Regions from separate parts of the Gossypium hirsutum genome. Here region 1 is linked to region 2. Evidence: chromatin contacts called from public Hi-C data. All regions are on one chromosome and are shown on one strand. The core of a region is the stretch at or near the end of the contact, and the rest is flanking DNA. Distances in the headings are between cores, read along the strand shown.

What was found. A called contact is a pair of places that touch in the nucleus more often than the background predicts.
Region 1: a contact with region 2 is called in a Hi-C map of leaf, with 2.0 times the contacts expected there. The contact joins the promoter of LOC107962241 here to the promoter of LOC107922446 in region 2. A contact is called at or near these places in 12 of 34 Hi-C or Micro-C datasets (anther, cotyledon, hypocotyl and 2 more).

What each region holds. Positions count from the first base shown.
Region 1 is chrA01:40,430,974-40,438,442 of Gossypium_hirsutum_v2.1, reverse strand. LOC107962241 (queuine tRNA-ribosyltransferase catalytic subunit 1) reads right to left here and starts at 3,992. Exons shown (of 15, transcript XM_016898558.2): 1 at 3,524-3,992; 2 at 2,960-3,053; 3 at 2,098-2,276; 4 at 1,725-1,775; 5 at 1,507-1,563; 6 at 768-888. The coding sequence starts at 3,541.
Region 2 is chrA01:40,086,140-40,092,695 of Gossypium_hirsutum_v2.1, reverse strand. LOC107922446 (classical arabinogalactan protein 4) reads left to right here and starts at 2,388. Exons shown (of 1, transcript XM_016852488.2): 1 at 2,388-3,270. The coding sequence starts at 2,619. The coding sequence ends at 3,032.

The DNA of each region.
Region 1 (7,469 bases), core at 2,743-5,242, 340 kb before region 2:
AGCTTCTATAGATGCTCTAGTTGTTCTTTAATGAATGGATACCCTTCTAGAGAACTTTGGCCCTCATAATTTTCAGTAGTTTTTTTAACGGTAAAACTTTCTTCCTCTGTTTGATTGTTGGATCTCTTATCTCCAATAAAGGTTGTTTTAACCATGATACTACTAGAGATAATCGAACTCTGATACCATGAAAGTTTTCAAGAGAGTATTTAATAAAACTGTTCTATTTTTATTAACTAAAGAACTGAACTTAAATAGAGAAAAGAGTCCTAATCTTAATTGGGAAAATAATTCCCCTATTCTAATAAACTACTAAAACATGAGGAAAAATAATTCTCTTATTCTAATAAACTACTAAAAGATAAAATAAAATATTCTTAGAATATGAATAAAACTTATCTTTCTAAATACAATTTATCTAACTAAATAAATTTAAAATATATACATATTTCAACAAAATAGGGGATCCAAGTGCAGAAGGTAAAAGTAAATATTTAATAAATTAAATGACATTCAACGATAACATTGTGTTGCTTTGTATGATTATATTTATAACACACTATAAAAGCATTTCTAAAAAGCTTCAAAAGGTATGTATACAAGCTTGATAAAAGATAATCCACTCCAACAAGCTAGAGGACAGGCAGACCAGGCAAAATACTTATTTAAAGCTCAAAGATTGGTAAATGATATGATTTTAAGCCAAATGGTTAATATTTCCATGCAAGAACCGTGAGTGAGCGTTGTTCAATCTTAAGCATAATTACCAGCTATGCATCTGTCTATCCAGCGGAGGGTACGATGCATGGCCTCTTCAATTCGTGGACCAGTAATAGTAGTTTTCACCACATCATCAAGAGCCATTATTATATCTGCGCCAATTTTATTCTGTATAATTGTTAGGAGAAGATAAAGTTAAAATGGAATATTCAAGACATATAGAGACAATAAGCCTAAGAAACATTTAGGATTTTATCCTATAGTTAAAATGGAATATTCAAAACATATAAAGACAAAAAGCATAATAAACATTTAGGATTTTATCCTATGTCTCTTGGTTACTATTAAGGGATAAAAGAGTATGGGTTCAGGGATAAAAAAGGTGAAGGCACATAATTTCGTTAATATACAAAGGCAAATAGGTTCTCATAGCAAGCGATCCTTAACTTTTGCTAGATCTTTATACCGCTAATAACCACTTAAGTGAAACTATCACAAACATCATGTATTGAGAATAACAAATTAGAGTAAATTACACTATGAAGCATTTGAAGAACAAGCAACCCTTATTTATCCAAAAGTAATCTTCATGAAATCTCAATTCATGGCTTAAAAGAGACAATTATTTGGTTGAAAAGGGAACCAAGAATAACAAAACACCTCCTCTCATCCCAGTAATATGAGCCAGTGTTGCAAAAATTAAGGGGAAGAAAGAATAACTTTTAGTTTTTACCAAAAACATAATATAACAAGAATTACCAAAGTACACTAAAATAAAGCACCTACTTGGATTTGAATAGATTCCTCTGGTGTTAGGAGCATCGGCTTTCCATCCACTGGAGACTAAGTTAAGAAACATGAAGCCTTTTAAAAGTAAAACATCACAAAAACAAGAAAGAAGTAACAAGAAAAGGTATGCTTCCAGGTAATACTTAAGCAAATTATTATACTAATTACTTCCAAGATGTCATGAACACTACAGAGAAATATTAATAACTAATTACCTGAAATGTTACACCCTTTTCAGTGATGTCAGCTAAATGCAACAGTGAAACCTATAAAGTAACCAGCAAGAGAGATTGTCATAATCAACATACCACGCATATATTATTTATCACTAATTGAATTATACACACTGGAGATCATGACTTAACATAGTGTAGTAACAACGTAATTATGATTTAGAGAAAGGAAAACAAAACATCAAAATTTCTAAACAGTTATTATTTTTCCTTAAGACACTAGTGCACAGAAGCCATATAAACTGTATACATGCATGCATATAATAGCAAGTACTTGAAAATTTAAAAGGAATGATGAACAATGAAATGAATCAAAAATTTAGAGAGATACAACAATGTCAAATCATAACACAACCATTTGAAAGCCTCCAGAATCCGTCAGCAATGCTCTAGGCCAGTTCATAAATTTGTGAAGACCACCCAATTCATCAATAAGCTCAGATGTAGGACGAAGAGCCAGATGATACGTATTCCCAAGAATTATTTGACAACCAATCTCCTCAAGCTGGTCAGCTGTCAAACCTTTTATTGTGCCTGCCATGAGGAGGGGAAACCATGTCTTCTAGTAGCAAGATTTAAGAAATAAAAGGCACATGATGCAGTGAGCTATCCATGGAGTGAAGTATATAAGAATTTGATAGAGGTGAAGTATAAAATGCAAGGCATGCATCAATCTTGAACCATCCATGCTAAATGTCCATTCAATGGAAGGCAATTCCAGATACTTATATTCACAACTAATCATCTGAGGAATCAAATACAAACAAATTCATTGGCGTTTCTTAGTTTTAGAAGATTATAAGAATTTGCAATCTCATCAATGACAAAGTTTAGGGAAATGATGTAAAACATCTAAACTACCTTTTAGAAAAGGGTCGAAAGTACAATATATTTTGCAACATAAAAGATTAAAGATCCTTATAAATTGTCCATTCAATGGAAGGCAATTCCAGATACATATATTCACAACTAATCATCTGTAGAATCAAAGACAAACAAATTCATTGGCGTTTCTTAGTCTTAGAAGATTATAAGAATTTGCAATCTCATCAACGACAAAGTTTAGGGCAATGATGTGAAACATCTAAACTACCTTTTAGAAAAGGGTCGAAAGTACAATATATTTTGCAACATAAAAGATTAAAGATCCTTATAAATTGTTCCGAGTATTCTAAATATGCTATAGAATGTGTGATATTAATATTAAAAAATTCAACCTTGCGTTCCCACGGGCATAAACAAAGGTGTCTGGCATACAAAGTGAGGAAGTGTTAGTTGAGCTGCCCGAGCACGATTAAACCTCCCTAGAATCTAGGAAAACCAGAGGAAAAAAATAAGAAAATTGCATATGAGCAACCATCCAAACCTCGCTAGGTTAAATCAAGAAACGTAATTAAAGTTAGAATCATCAAGATTGAGCCCAAGAAAAAAATTATCACGTTCACTTACTAAATATCCTTATAATACAGGAACAGACGTAATAACTGGTAAGAAGAATCAATTACCGAAAAGAAACAAAATTACGGTGAAAACAACATCTATGAAGAGAGATTATTCCATTAAATAGTTTAAAAGCAGTTTCTGTAAATCAACATTTTCAAGAATTGCTATTTTCCTCTAACTGTTACTATCATTCGACAAACGAAAGATGATGATAATAATAATAATAATAATAATAATAATATGCTGAGAAGAGGCGGGTAAATCTTTTGTTAAGATGATTTTGGCTCGAAAGTTAAATAAAAACAAAAGATGCAGCATTCAAAGTTTAAAAGTCCCACCTCGAAACGAAGCGCCATCAAGCAGTTTTAAGGGACGTTTAAATCGCGGTGGTGTAGCGTATCACAGGCCGCTATTTCACAATATCGGCGCCGACCGCCACCGCTAAAGGCCTCAATAGAAATGTGAAAATTTGCACTTGAACAGCAGCGGATCAAGGCGGCAAATATCAGTGTAACCGAAAACAGTGGCGATAGCGGTCCGCTATTCCCGCTAAACCGATAGCTTTAAAAAAATTTTCCTTCTCACCAAAGTAAACATAGGGAAAGAGTATGAGATGAGACAGAGTAATAAACTGTAGGATGGAAAACAAATATAACAGAGTGATGCAGAGGCAGATGGCGGATAACTCAATATCTCATTACTACCGTAGACATCTTCAAAGTTATGTTTAGGGTTTTAAAATTTAGAAACTTGGCGGCGTCAGGATATGGGTAGAAAGATGAAGAGTAGGTCCGGATTTTTTAAAGTAAATTTTACCAGTTCTATTTTTTAAGACTTTTATTGGGTTTTTTACTGAAATAAATTTAAAAAAAAATTATATATCAAAATATGTTGTTTGTTGGATTATTTATTAAAATAGTTTTTTTTATTCATGCCTATTTGATAGGTGGGATTTTTTTTTATATTAAAATATATATTTTTAAATAAAATATTATTTTTTATTTTTGAATTGGTATGACCTGTGTATAGATACAAATACAGGTTGCACTTATCTCAGAGTCACGACTAGTTGAACCTTTCTCAGAGGCGCGACTAATTGTGTCTATCTCAGAAGCACAAATGGTGGGGCTTACAAGAGCATCTTTTGCTTAATTTTTCCTCTATACATATTTCAAAAATTGTCAATAAAAATAAAAAATCAAATAAAATTACATTATATAAAAATTACATTAAAAAAATACAAAACACTAGAAACATTAATATTTGTGAGTGTTAAATAATTTATAACTTAATCTTAAATTCACCATATGTTAAACTAAACACAATATTGATATTTGTGGGTGTTAAATTTTTTAATTAAAATTTTAAATAATTTTAATAAAAGTATTTCTCAATATCTTAATTCATACTTAGAATCAACAGCGCATTAAATGGAATTCGAAGATTCATATCTACTTGTTATTGTAGATATAAATATCCATATCCCATATTTTTTCACACAGTCAAAACTCTACTCCTATTGTTCAAAATATTTCTTAATTATGAGTTTTGAGAAACGCTTTTAATTGATACTATTAATGTATTATTATCAATTTTTAATTTTTTTAAGTTGCTGTTAAGTATTGGTATGTTAATAATTGATTTATATTCTTCAATATTTCTACAATCATTTTTTTATAAAAATAATTTTAAAGTATATTAATTTATGAAAAGAGTCTGTTATGATTAAACTTTGACAAATTTATATCCAAGTTGATATAAAAAATATGAAATGAGTCTGCAGTAGCAGCAGCAGATGGCACGCAGAGGGCTGTTTGTGTACTGTGCGAAACAGTACCATTTGCGCCTACCTGTCAGGCACGATTAGTCGCGCCTATCTGATAAAAATTACTCGGTTAGTTATTTAAACATTGGTTATTCTTATTCTGGTTATTTTTTCTTTTTAATTTAGACATTCAAAATAGAAATTGATCAAATTGGTCACTCTATCATTATCTATTTGGAGTGACTAACGGCTAGTTTATCTTAAATTTAGAGTGACTAGAGTGGAAATGCACCATTAATCTTCCGTTACCATTTAGCACTGAAGTGGTCAATTTAATCAATTTCTATTGTAAGTGACCAAATTAACAAAGAAAAAATATTGGGTGACTAAAATAGAAACAACCCTTATTTCAAGTTACTAACGGTGAAATTTACCCATAATTTTATATGGTTTTTAAGACAAGAAAAAAAAATTATCATGTATAAAAACTAATAATTTAAACAAGAGAAAACTTAATTATTATTCACACATAAGTGAAAAACGGAATTATGTAACAAATATATTTATAAAAATTGGTATAAATTGCAAATGAGAGTTTTTTAATGGTTAAATATGAATGTTAAAAATTATAGAAGCCTACATTCAAATCTTATTATGGGTATATTTTTAATATAAAAATATAATGACGTAATGTTAAATTTAGCACATAACATTTGCATTTTTTTATCAATTTGACTTTTAGTTAAATTTGACCCTCAATATTTTAAAAACAATTAGATTTAGCTATTAACCTTTCAAAAAGAGTCGATTTATTTTTTTAATAAAAATACTGATTAAACCGTTAAATTTTTAAACATGACAACCACTATGGTAAGTCACAAGTATTTTATGCTAATCTTTTTTTAATTTTTATGAACATTTTTATAGTTTTTTATTTTATATTTTTGAATCTTTTATAAATTTTAAAGGATTTGTTGGCGTGACATGTAAGACAAAATAGTATCATGTCAACATAAAGTATGTGTGGACTACCACTCAAGTTGTTACACCAACATAGTTAAAAGGTTAATATTTTAGTCAGCATTTTCGTTTAAAAAAAGACGATTTGACTCTTTTTTAAAGGTTAATGCCAAAATTTAGCTTAAAAAAGAATAATGACTAGATTGAAAAATATGTAAACATTGACGGCTAAATTTTGCATTATGTCAAAAATAAAATAACAAAAATACCCTCAAAGCAGTACATTTTGCTTTGTAAATGACATTTTCGTCATTATCCAACTGAATTAATGCAGATTAACTAGTGATACCAACTCAATCGAATATTTAATATATAATATAAATATATAAATACTAGGTTTAAATGCATGCAAGACATAAGGACATAATTGTAAAAATTACATATATTTTTTTTAAAAATAATGAGTATTAAATTTAATATGATAATTATATGAATTTTTAATTATTTTTTAATCAAATGTTGTATATATAATCATTATATCATAATGTGAATGTACAGCTTTTTTATTTTAATAAAAAAGTTTAGGTATAATGTTAATGGAGTTTTAGACTTCACAAGTAAAGCCGGGAGATTGATAAGTGTCCAATAAATGTATAGTAAATAAGACATTAGATAATTTTTTAAGATTGTTTGTGGAATAAAAAAATACATTGTTTTTATGGCCATTTTCCTTCTATAATTTAAAAATTTACCAAAATAGTATCCCAACACTATTATTTACGAAAATGGTATGGTGTGGGTGGTGAAGAGGTGACACCACTTTGTATTTTGACCTCAATCATTTGACTGTTATTAACATTAAAAAACATATATTGTTTTAATGGTGGAGGGTAGTATTAGGGCGACACTGATATTGAAATTATATGGGTTATATATGGGTTTAGGGCTTATTAATTTTTTAATTGGGTGGAGAAGGGTTGGCAAGCGACATCAATAGGGATGGTGGCTTTTTGTCAAGCAGGACTGGTGGATGGGTTGTGGCAAGCGACACTCTAGGTGGAAGTGACCTGACGGTCATAGGAAAAAAATTTCCTAACCAGTGGTCAGGCATTCAGCCCAATTTTCGAGCCTTTTTAGGGGTAAATTTTGCCCCATAAAGGCATGGCTATTAAAAGAAAAAAAAAACAAAAATTTTAAGGAGAAGAGGAGAGAGTAGGGTTTGAAAAAGGATTTAGGATGTTTGAAGGAGGAGGTAGCAACAACAAATGGGTTACAAAGGCATTTTTTTATCATTTATTTGTGTAGATTTAAGTTTATTTTGTGTTAAAACTAAAATAAATGTTTATATTTTGTGTTTTAAGGTTTATAGGAGGCAACAACCTTTTTAGCTTTAAAGGTATAATTTTAATTAATTTGTTTACAAATATTATTTATTTAATACCCCAAACCCAGCCTAATGTTATGGTCAAATTTGAAGGTGTCACCGTAGAATGTTTGAAAATCCAGAGTTCGTTAATTAAAAAATATGTTTTTTGTTATGTGAAAATCCAATTTGTTTG
Region 2 (6,556 bases), core at 1,139-3,638:
CAATTCTGTTAACTATTTAGTTCTCAAATTTTCATTCAATTTCTCTCAAATTCTTTATTGTTTTAATTTTATATTTTGTAATTTATTTTATTTAAATTGATTTTTATAATGGCAATGTCTCTTTTTTGTTTGGTTGACGAATACATTTTCGATGTCCAATTGCAAATGGTAAGAAAATATTATTAAATTTCTTAATTTTACTTAATTTCATTATTAAGTTGTTAGCATTATTAATTTAATAAATTTTTTATATTTATATAATCAGACTGAAGATTGGATTCCCGAGGCGTACATACACAATTTAAGTGCGAGGGCACCGCATATTATTAAACAAAACTTACGAGGGGCAGGATTCTTGAATGTGTCTCGTACGCTCAGAGGGACTAAATTGGATCCCGTAGTTATCAGCGCTTTGGTGGAAAGATTGAGACCCAAGACACACATTCCATCTTTCGTGTGGTGAGTGTATAATTACAGTTGAGGACGTAGCTTTAAAACTTGGTTTACCAATGGATGTGGTAGTTGTTACGGAGGTAGCGAGTGTTGGTGATGAGCAACTATTAGCCAATGTGCTAGACAAGTTTAGTGGTAGCCAGATAAAAATAAAATGGTCTAAAGATAATTTTAATTATATCGAAAACTCACGAGTGACGTTGAAATACAACAACATGCGCGAGCATTCATCCTGAGGTTAATTGGGGGTCTTCTAATGCTAGATAAATCTCAAAATCTGGTAAATTTAATGTGGTTATTACAACTTGTCAACTTGAAAGAAGCAGGGCGACTCTTCGGATTACATGACATGGTTTAAACATCACAATATGCCATATTTACTGTTGGAAGAGGAAAAAAGTAGGCAACATCGTCGTAGGAGGCCAAGATGGCCCTATATGAGGTTGCAATCAGGAGTACGTGCCTCGATGGAATCATTATCAGCTCCAACCTCAAAAGAGGAACTGATGGGTGAACTACCACTGGGTTAGTATGGTTCATATTATTTTGTTGTTTTCACTAACCCCTTTTTTTTTACACAAGCACCACATTATGCACCATCATGCCATGCATCAACATCTTCTCCACGTATATTTTTTGCACCACCTCTATCCCTAGTACCATATTACACGCCAAGGCCAACAACAACATTGAGGTATTTGCTATCACCGACAATTCCAACATTCTATTCACAATCGCGTTATGCGACACTATACACTTATTCGTTGATAGTGTCGTAAACAACTCAACATTATTGTTCTACCGAGGTGGGTCATCTTTGTAACCACCTATTACTACAATAAACGATATAAATAGGAACCTAGGATGCAAATACACTCAAGCACGAATGAATAAAATGAAAATGAAGATGAAGAAGATAAGGAGCTGGAACTCCAACTATGAAGAAATCTTTCTTGCAATCGACACCCATAGGGTCGTGGCACACGTTCGGGTCGACGACGCTTTTGAATTTTTTTTAATTTTTTCATTTAAATCATTATTTTCTTTGTTAACTTTTAATTTGTATTATATTAAAAATTTTCATCCATAAGGTACTTATTCCAATTATATTTAAAAAATATTCTATTATATTTTACATTAATAATATACTTATGGAAAAATTTTAAAAAATTGTTTGTATTGTATTCTATTGTATTTCATATCAATAATATATCAATATTTACAATTTACCAAAAAATAAAATTATTTGTTTGTTTCTTTTATATCCTACAAGGTGGGGCTTTCAACTCCTAATTATCACCTTAACAAAAAATACTTCTTACAAAACGTTTTTTTTCTCATTTTAAAATCAGTTTACTTTCCTAAATTTAAGAAAAATACTTAAAACCCTAATTTTTTTTTTAAAAAGGGCGTTTTTCTCTAATTAAGGCTCACTAAGCGTTCATCTACAATGCTTAAAATCAACGCGTTTTGGAATTTACGTAAAGGAGATGTTAAACGGTCGGGATTCTCCGATTGAGATCCTAATGGGACACGTGTATGTTAATGATGTGTTTGTCTTTTACCTTGAAAGTACAATAAAGTCACTCTTTATGGAGATTGATTTCACTTGCTTCCATGTACTTTTTACGAATTGTGAAATGCCGCTTGTAACCTTTTTTTGGTATGCTTCATTAATCATGGTACGGGTAATTTATCCACAAACCTGTATTGCAATACATGATTTCTAGTATATCTAATAAAAATAACATACAAGATATAATTTTTTTACAAAATAATTGATGAATTACAGATCTTTATTTCACAAAAGTTAAAAATATAGACACAATTAAGAAAAAGAAGTCTAGTCAAAAACTCTTTTGCTTTGTTTCAAAGTCCGAAAAAGAAAAAGAATCGATGGACTATTCAAATGAGAAAAAAAGTGATGAATTCCGAAGAATGGACTAAATTGAAATTAATAATAAATAAATGGGCTTAATAGAAAAAAATATAAGAAAACTCCAAAGTTTTAGAAGACATAGGAAAAAGTCTGTCAAGCCCCTCCCCCAAGGCCTAAACCTTCTATATATATCTCGTTTCATCTCTCTTCTTTCTTTACCCTACTGCTGCTTCCTCTGTTAAAAGGCTCTTTGTTCTCTGTTTCGTATTTCTCTTAAAACTCTACAATGGCTAAAACCTTTGCTTGCTTTGTCCTATTAGCTTTCATAGTTAGTTGCGCACTTGGTCAGGCTCCTAGCTCGGCCCCAACCAATTCACCGCCGTCTTCTAACCCTACTCCGGCTCCCAAGGTTTCTCCAACCATGTCTCCAACCGCTACACCAACCGCATCTCCGCCGTCAACATCCACTCCCCCGTCTTCAGCCCCTGAATCTTCACCAACTTCCTCTCCCACTACTTCTCCCCCAGCTCCTCTCGCTGGTTCTCCCGCTGGCTCTCCCCCTACCGCTGATTCTCCCACGAACTCCATCAGCGAGACACCAGGCAGCTCTCCCACTTCTCCTACGAGTGCAGCCGCTTGGAACAGAGTCACCGTCGCTGGATCTGCCGTTGCAGTCGTTTTTGCTGCTTTGTTGATTTAGATCTGACTTTCGGGGGAGGACAGGATTTGGATTTGATGATTTTTATTTTAGGCTCATTGTTAATTTCTCATTTTTAGTAGTGTATTTCTTTTGTTTTTATTTATTTTTATTTATATTTTGACGGTGATGATGATTTTATATCACTATAGCGTGTTGCTATTTTGACGGTTGAGATTTGATGATAGCTTACTCTCGATTGTTATTATAATTATTATGATTAGTTATATATTTTTATTTATTTTTTCTCTATTTATTTAAGTTTGTTTTTCTAATTAACATTTAAGAGTAAACTAATGAAGGATTGAGGAAAAAAATGAAAGACACAAAAGTGAGTGATGAAAAGTGCTAACGTGCGAACGATGGTGAGAGTGGGAGAGAAAGTGAACGCATAAACGTGGAAAGAGGGGTGGTGTCTTGTCTTTTATATGACCGATTTAGTGTTAACATGGTCGAAGGACAGCTGGATTGGTGTTGTACTATTTTTTATTAAAAAACATTTCTGGGGTTTACTTGTCTTTTGCTAGCTCGGGGTAGGGGAGGCATGGGGATAAACAAGTGTCACGTGGTCACAGCTGTTTTTAATGGGCCAACATATTTCCCATATACTGTTCATAGTTTTTAAAAAAATAATCAATGTTTTTATAATTAGTTCTTCTGGAAAAAAGTTAATAAATTATTTTAAAGTAACATAAAGTAACTTGAATCAAAGTCCCAATTATACCACTTTTATCAAAGTTTTATTTGATTTTATATAAACTTGTGTCAATTTATGTATACGATATTATTAAGAGTTATCACCTATTCGATTTTCAATTAAGTTATAACTTTAATAAAACAGTTTTTTTTTTTAAAAAAAATTTATTTTAAAAGTATTTCTATATTTTTTATATTGATAAGTTTTGAAAAATATACATATAATATTTAATATATATATACACCAAAAATAATAACATTTAAACTCAAAACATCACAATCATCATTATTATCTTAAATTTACTGTTTTAATTAAAATTATATTTAAATTTTGCATCAAACTTTTTATAAAATTGTTGACCTGAGTGTATCATAACTCATCATCTAATTTTATATAAACTTTTTCACTTACATTATGATGTAAGTAATTTAGTATTTACTAAAATAATTATATATTCAAATAAAAATATATTAATATTTTAAAAAAATATATATACTTTCATAAGTCAATGTGGTATTTATTTATTAATATAAATAAAATGAAATTAACTTTTAATATCATATATGTTACATATGATTTCACACATTTAATATTTAATTAAATTTTTAAGTATTATATTTTTAATTGAAGTAATTAGAGTAAAATAATATTTTGATTTAAATTATTGAATATAATTAAACTGTATTAACTTATCAAAGTATAAAATTTACAAATCATAATTAAAACATTTTTAACATATACAACCTATAATATATTTTTACTTTAAATAATTAATACAAAATAATATTATTCAAAACAATAATAATTAACAACTAAGTTAATATCATCAAATTAAGTACCATCAAACTCAGTGAAGATTATTTGTAAAAAAATGTAATTAAAATATAATGAAAATATAGCAGGGCGAGATATATAATATAAAAAATGTTTGAAAGGGATTAGGTATATAAAAGTTTCGAAACGTATAAAATATAAATCATTAATGAATCGTTTCAAAAATGAATACATAAATAAGCCAACAATGAATAAATTTTAAAAAATAATTTTATCATATGTTAAAATATATGAATATAGCATAAATATACAAATTAAAAAAAAAGCATAAATATACAAAATAGAAATATAACACATTCCAAACATTATTAATAAAAATTAAAAATGCTAAATTTTAAACATTTATGTTAGAGTCCTAATTAATAAGTTATAATATAACTATTTATTTATTTATTCAAAAAGGAGGTTCAAAGCGCCTCAGACATTAGTAACTAAAGGACTAACAATATATATTTAAAAGACATTCCATGTGCATATTGTCATCTTTAAGTACGTCATTCACAGGCTCTAGCCTGAGGCACATGAAGTTTGTTCCATGTTTTCTCAAATTCCTGAAAGAACATAGTTCTAAAAGCAATTTCTTGAAAATTTTAAAATTTCTCTAACTTCTTCCATTGAAAAATTATCGAGCTAAAAGAGTCGACTTTCTAAATCTTTCTCTTCTTGGAATTTTGAAACATGCTAAGAAACAAGAGAAACAAAACAGTTTGGTTCCTGCTTTTAATTTTTTTTTTTGGTGTATTTTAATGATAAGTGAAAATAATAAATTAAGAAAAAAATATAAAAGCACTGATCAAATAGAAAATTAAGTGTTTTTATATGAAAGATATATATATATATGTAAACATTTAAATCAAACTTATGAACATTTGGAGAGAGAGAAAAGAAATAAAAAAAAAGTAAAAGTATATTTCCTGATTATATCTATAATTGTTAAACTTATATTTGGTGAGCTTGCATCTCTTTTTGTTGATCTCCCTAATTAAAGATACAAACAAAAATCATTTTGCGTGTTAAGAATATTTGCAGGCCCTAGACCTCACAAGCCCAAGACCTTGTAGACTCACATAATGTAGATCACATCTTTGACGTGGACAAAGTACGTGGTTATAAAATCTTTGATGTTGGGATTTTGGCCACAGTCCACTTAGTGTGTTGTTGTTGCTCAAAATTCACTCTCAGGTTGGTGATCAGTTTCAATGTCGTGACTTCATAGATATGGTGTCGCGTCTTCAATGGTAGTCTTAAGGTTTCTTTATCTCTACATAAGCTAGAAATGATCGTTAGAGCTCAAAAGGCAAAATTTTGCCTAATTGGTCACTAGACACACTTCAAATACATAATTTAACAAAAGAAATAGAAATTAAACAAATATTAAAAATCATAAAATAAAACATAAAAATGCATAATTACAAGCTCTTGAAGTGTCCAAAGGAACTCAATTTACCATATCAAATTATGGCAAATCAGTGTCGCCCCTCCCTACTCTAGTTAGAGTGGGAGCGTATTTTCTATTTAAATAGTATTATTCATCAAGGGCTTATTCAACCAGGATTCTTGTACCTCTCTCCATAAATAAAGAGCATCGGTTGACCTAAAAACATCATACATTTTTTGAGTTGTCATTATTCTTCTAGAAAGTAGTAGGAATTTATTTACTTAGAATCAATTCTATTTTTTGGGAATAACGATCTTTACCGGTTTTTATAGAGAGAACTTTTCAACTAATGTAAGTAAATCATTTTTTTTTGTGATTTAGCTCGTGTTGATCGAGCCTACACTTGGCGCAATTCCTATTACAAGGATAACAAAGAAAGTCGTTCGGTTGAAAGTCAAGATTGAATAAATCAGTCGCACAAAGCACATGTACTATTCCGGTTAGGGTTTATTACTTTAAATATAACAAGAGAGCTCGATTTTAAAAATATTAAACTTTTGTTTTAATTGTAACACTTTTTAAATTTATTTTTCCAACAATTGGTATTAGAGCCAAGTT